Linked DNA regions of Mus musculus: region 1 is linked to region 2. The links are chromatin contacts, called in public HiChIP or PLAC-seq maps. All regions are on one chromosome and are shown on one strand. The core of a region is the stretch at or near the end of the contact, and the rest is flanking DNA. Distances in the headings are between cores, read along the strand shown.

Evidence for each region. HiChIP or PLAC-seq counts read pairs in DNA pulled down with a chosen protein or histone mark.
Region 1: an H3K27ac HiChIP or PLAC-seq map of double positive thymocytes shows a contact between it and region 2, with 4 times the contacts expected there. The contact joins two enhancer-like sites. A contact is called at or near these places in 2 of 115 datasets of contacts at active chromatin or transcription factors (double positive thymocytes and memory CD8 T cells).

The regions. Positions count from the first base shown.
Region 1 is chr10:20,118,136-20,120,896 of GRCm38.p6, reverse strand. Map3k5 (mitogen-activated protein kinase kinase kinase 5) reads right to left here. Exons shown (of 30, transcript NM_008580.4): 22 at 2,575-2,752; 23 at 2,314-2,482. Among named protein-coding and RNA genes, the nearest start is that of Map7, 52 kb to the left of the region's middle. Within about 2 kb of position 1,341, at least 46 of the 459 cell types and tissues checked have an H3K27ac peak or open chromatin away from gene starts, as enhancers often do. A contact at or near this core is called in double positive thymocytes and memory CD8 T cells, where this site is marked.
Region 2 is chr10:19,332,169-19,334,868 of GRCm38.p6, reverse strand. No RefSeq gene overlaps it. Among named protein-coding and RNA genes, the nearest start is that of Olig3, 23 kb to the left of the region's middle. Within about 2 kb of position 1,283, at least 17 of the 459 cell types and tissues checked have an H3K27ac peak or open chromatin away from gene starts, as enhancers often do. A contact at or near this core is called in double positive thymocytes and memory CD8 T cells, where this site is marked.

The sequences.
Region 1 (2,761 bases), core at 92-2,591, 790 kb before region 2:
CTTCAGATGAAGACACAGAACTCTCAGCTTCTCTGTACCATGCCTGACTGAACTCTGTCATGCTCCCTCCTTGATGATAATGGACTGAGTCTCTGAACCTGTAAGCCAGCCCCAACTAGATGTTGTCCTTTGTAAGACTTGCACTGGTCATGGTGTCTGTTCGCAGCAGTAAAACCCTAACTCGGACACCTGGCATTCAGCAGATGGACAGTGTTTGCTGAATGACTGCATGAACTGCAAGTCATGCATCCGTTCCCTCCATCCAACCTTGGTTCCCCGTATCTCAATCTGTCCTATTCTCTGTTCCTGAACGATCCGCACGGGCACACCTAGCCTCTCTGGCAACTACCCCTTACCTCAAGGCCTGCCTGCCTTCTCAGGCCACAACACCTGTTTCCTGGGCCTCACGGTCACCGTGGTCCCTATCTGAGACAGCTTTCTATTAGGACCACAGTCGGCCTCCTTCAGAAAGTACTGACGGCATTCTCTTAAGCTCTCCCTGCAGCCAGAGCCTTTACTGGCACACACATTACTCTTCTTTTAGATCCAAAAGGTGGGTACTAGGGAATTCTTATGGTGACAGAATGTTCAGGCTCAGGGAACAGCACAGAAACCTAGTGTGGCTGACAAGATGCCGCTGGAGCTGAACAGTAAGTGCCAAGAAAGAGAACTTGGCTCCCCATCTGTCCTGATGGAAGACAAGGTCAGGCCAAGAGAGAAACAGAGCTGTGTGCAGTCCGCACTGCCACAGCCACCAGCAGTTCACAGTGACTGTGGGGCACTGATGCCCGCAGTATTCACAGGACTAATAGAGGATGACAGATGCCATGCTGGGGACTTGCTATGTCGATGGGAGCGAAGCACACATTTGTAAGAGCTCCGAGCTGTGGCCTACCTGCTGGAACCGAGGGAATCTTATTATGTCAGGCGTAAATAAGGACGGGGTCTAATCCACCTGGACTGGGGTGCTCGTGCACAGAGAGCAGGGCATCTTGGGATACTGGGGGGAGATGGTCATTCATTCCCAGAAGACAGTAAATATGCTGGCCTTGCACTGTGAGCCTCCAGAACTTCAAGGAAACAAATTTCTGCTGAGTGAGACATCTGGTTTGTGGCATTTTGCCCTGGCAAGCTAACGTACCACGCAAAATAGTTTCTTTGGCAAGGTGTTTGGTTGGTTGGTTTGGCTGTTCTTCGTCTAGTAATTCTAACATACTACACAGTTGCTCACAGCTGCCCCCCACTTCCTGTGTGAATTTGGTGACCTCATAAGCTAGGGTGCCACCTGCTAATGTTTCCAGTGATCAGAGGAACAGCTGATAGGCAGACTTGCGCTTATGCCAAAACAGCAATTCTTGTGGCTTAACCTTTGTTTACCAACCCAGTGAATGAGCAGCAGAACTGTGTAGGCTGCTGCGTGTGCCATCCAGGTATGTACGGACACTAATCAAGTCCCACACACTAACTTGTCAATAAAGCAGCACACCTGTGATCGCTGCTGTGGTCTACTAGAGCCAAGACTCTACTATCTCAAGGGGGACTGCAAACCCCTTAATTCCATCAGCTCTTCTCTTAAAAATACAAGAATAGGAAGGAAGGGAGGAGTGAAGAAGGAAGAAGAGTGGAAGAAGGGAGCACGGAGAAAGGGATGAAGGACAGATGGACGAATGGACAGAGGAAGGAAGGGAGAAGGAGGGGGTAGGGATGGAGAGCAACCAGCAAGAAAAAGAGTGAACCATATTGCTTTCAGTGTACAACAATTTGTATTGTTTCCTCATGGGAGGGCTATAATAATAATAACAATAATTATTATTATTATTTTGCAAAATAAGGTCTCCTTATGTAGCCCAGGGTGGCCTAGAACGAACCATCTCCCTGCCTCAGCCTCGCAGGTGCTAAGACACTCAGCATATAGTAGGTTTGTCTCCTAAGTATTACAGCCTTCTCACACTTCCAGAGCTCCTGAACAACTCTAGGCTGTAAGCACACAAGTAAAAATCTGTAGCGTTTGGCTGGGTGTGGTGTGGTGCACCTGTAGCCTCACCTAATCAGGAAGTAGAGTAGGGGGGGCAGGGGGTAGGGAAGCACACGCCTTTAATCCCAGCACTAGGGAGGCAGAGGTAGGCCAGTCTCCAAGTTCAAGGCCAGCCTGGTCTACAGAGAGAGTTCCAGGACAGTTGGGGTTACACAAAGAAACCCTGTCTTGAAAACAAACAAACAACACCAAAAAGATTAAATAAAGTTTACAAAACAACACAACAACAACACCATCCTATGTAAATCTTCAGGAAGGGGGTGTCCAGGAAGCTTTACCTGGGCCAGAGATTCCATTAGGTTCCTTACAACCTTGTCCTGGTCTTCGGTCAGGATTCTGTGAAGGGTAGCTCGCCTCTCACTATCCTTTCTCAGCATAAAAAAGCCCGAGTCTTTCTCTTCAGGAGATGGGGGCGCACTGTGATCTTCAAAATTTTCATCTGGAATGCTGTAATAATGGGTACAACGTAAGTCAGGGTCTCCTTACAGAGTGACAGTCCACAGGGTATGCCTTTGGGCACAAGCAAGCCAGCTCTTTACCCCAGGAACAATGTCCGTATCCCTTTCCCGTCCTTTTCTCCACAGGACTTAGCTCTGGCTTTGAAGGAGAAGGGGTCCGCCTTCAGCTCTGTATCAGGAGAAACAGAGCCATACTCGCTACTGCTGCTGGTGTCTTCTACCAGGACAGGGACCGGCAGGGAGATGCTTCTAAGATACTCTGTGATAG
Region 2 (2,700 bases), core at 34-2,533:
GCAAGTATTGAAACTTACTAGACTATGTATCAACTGCTTAGATGACCACTCGTCAACCCAGATCACTGCTAAATGACACAAAACTAACGCTGACCATCAGCACAGCCATCTTCTCAACTTTGTATCATCTTACCGGTTGCATAGGACACAATGTGTTTCATTGTGATGTTTTCATATACATGAATTGTGCTTTGCTTTGAAGCCACATTTTCTTTATGCATTCATCTGTTGATGGGCATCTAGGATGATTCTATATAGTACCTACAATAAATAGTGTTGCATTAGACATGGATATGCAGCCACCTCTGTGAGAATGTCAACTTAGATTCTGCTGGATGTAGACTCAGGGAAGGCAGATGTACAAGCATTGCCATCTTGATTTTGCACAAGGATTTTCCAACCCCACCATTGTGTATAGCGCTTTGCAAAATACATTATCCAGCAAGGTAGACACTCAAAGTGCTTGATATGAGGTTTTATGACTTAAAAGGATGATGGTGCTAGGCGTAAAACCATTAGTGGGTAAAGTAGGATGGCAAAGCCCCCTCTTCTTGTTCTTGGACTTTGCAAAGTGGGTCTGCAATCACTTTTGACATCATTGACCATCTGAAGACAGAGCAAAGAGTCTGATTTCCCCTGCTTTCTAGATGAATTGCAGAATTCATGTTCAGCTGCATTTAGTTAGCACCAAGGACCCCAGGATCTATAAACTTAGTTATCTAAATAAGGTGAGAAGCCAATGGCTATAAGGTTTATTTAATGGTGAGGTTGCTTAATTATTCATGTTGAATGAAGGCTGAGCTGTTCAGATTTTCTCATAGCAGCACCCCTCCCCACTTGCCCTTTCTCTGTGCCCCTATTTTCCTGCCTTAGAAAGATGAGGGGAATGTGACACTTCCTTAGAAAGATAAGGGGAATGTGACACTTCTGGGATCCCCCTCAATACCTTTGCACTAGAAAATTATTCTGAGATATCCTGGTAAGATTTCAGCTCTGGCAGGGTCAGATAGTATGGCCAACACCTGCCATAGTTGGATGACCTTGAGGGGCTTAGCCTCACAGTGGAAGAGGATCCAGCAGGTGATAATCCTCTTTACAAACACAACCTCTTCTGACTGCATTGGAGGTAAGGGAAAGTGTGTGTGTGTGTGTGTGTGTGTGTGTGTGTGTGTGTGTGTGTGTGTGTGTATGTTTAAACTTTCCTTCTTGTCTTTATTTGTGTGCCACAGATGGCAGCCTCTCTGGCTTGTTATGAGCACAGGAAGTGGGTAAAGTGTGGTGAATTGCGAGAATGCCTCATGATTCAAATATGTCTCAAGGCCAATTCTCCTGAGATCATTTGGCAAGGCCAATTATCTATGAGTTTGGAAGAGCCTGAAATCTGAGATTTTTAAGTGTCCCCACACCCCAAAATTATTTTTCAAAACAACAAGGGACAGTTTCTCTTCACCAAGTACATAAGATTGTCGACTATTTTCTCATAGTTTTATAATTAACACATAAGACGAAAAACAATCACAGTTATTCTGAAATGAAATGAATGAATCTAGTAGCCAGTAGAGTAACTTATTTCAAAGCAGACTAGTAAATTGTGATCACACTTTCAACTGACAGAAAAAGAGAAAAAAGATATTTTATCCCTAAAGTAATTTCTTTTATGTTTTATGTACTAGTATAGTTTATTTTGAGTGTTTTCCCCCTCCTTCCCTTTCTCCCTCACTCCCTTCTTTCTTATTCCTTTATCCCTTCCTTTCTTTTTTCTCCCTTCTTCTTTTTCTCCCTCCCTCTTTCCCTGCCTCCCACCCTCCCTTCCTTCCTTCATCCCCTACCTTTTTTTTTTCTCTCTCTACCCCCATCCTTTCCTCCCTTCATTTCTTCTTGGGTCTCATGTATCCCAAACTTACCTTGAACTCTTGATCTCCACTCCCCAAGTGCTGACTTTACAGCTGTGCATCACCAGGCAGGGCTACTTATGATGCAATTCAGGCTTTCATACAGTAGAATTTTGGTAGCAACTCATTGACTGTCCACTAGGCACAAACAGTTCCAAAGAGCGAGTCTTGTGGAACTGGCCTTGTGGAAGTTCTCTGTGGAATGAAGAGGTTTTTGTAGTGAGCTTTTAGGTAGATTTTTAATGTAGCCATATTGCTACCACAGTAATTTGTGCAGTGCCAAAACACACTGTATTTATAATAATAGGAACTATATTTTATCAGTTCAGCTTCAGATGAAGAAACTGTGACCTTGGGAAACCTAAACAAGTTAATTGGTTCAGGAATTTTAAAACAACTGCCCACACTGGCACAAATAAAAGTTATACTAAACTTGTATTCCATAGTCAGTGGAACATTGACCCTCAAAAGCTTTGGCAAGCCCTATGAAAAAATATACAAGGCCTTGGGGTGTACGTCAGCGGGACAGCACTTGCCTATCATGATCAAATCCCTCAGGCTTGACCCCTAGCCATCAAAAAAAAAAAAAAACCTGAATGAGAGGATAGGTAAGTGATTCAGAGCAAATAGCAACAATCTTCTGTTCTTCTAGAATACTCATTTTCCCCATTTGTTATCCTTCAATGTCCTTCCTCCTTTCCCTTTGGACCCCTTCTTCCTACTTAGCTCCCCAGTGGCCAGACAAGTAGAAAAAAAAAAATGATACCATGCCCTTCATCAGCTGTTAACATCCATTACCTCCCCAGGA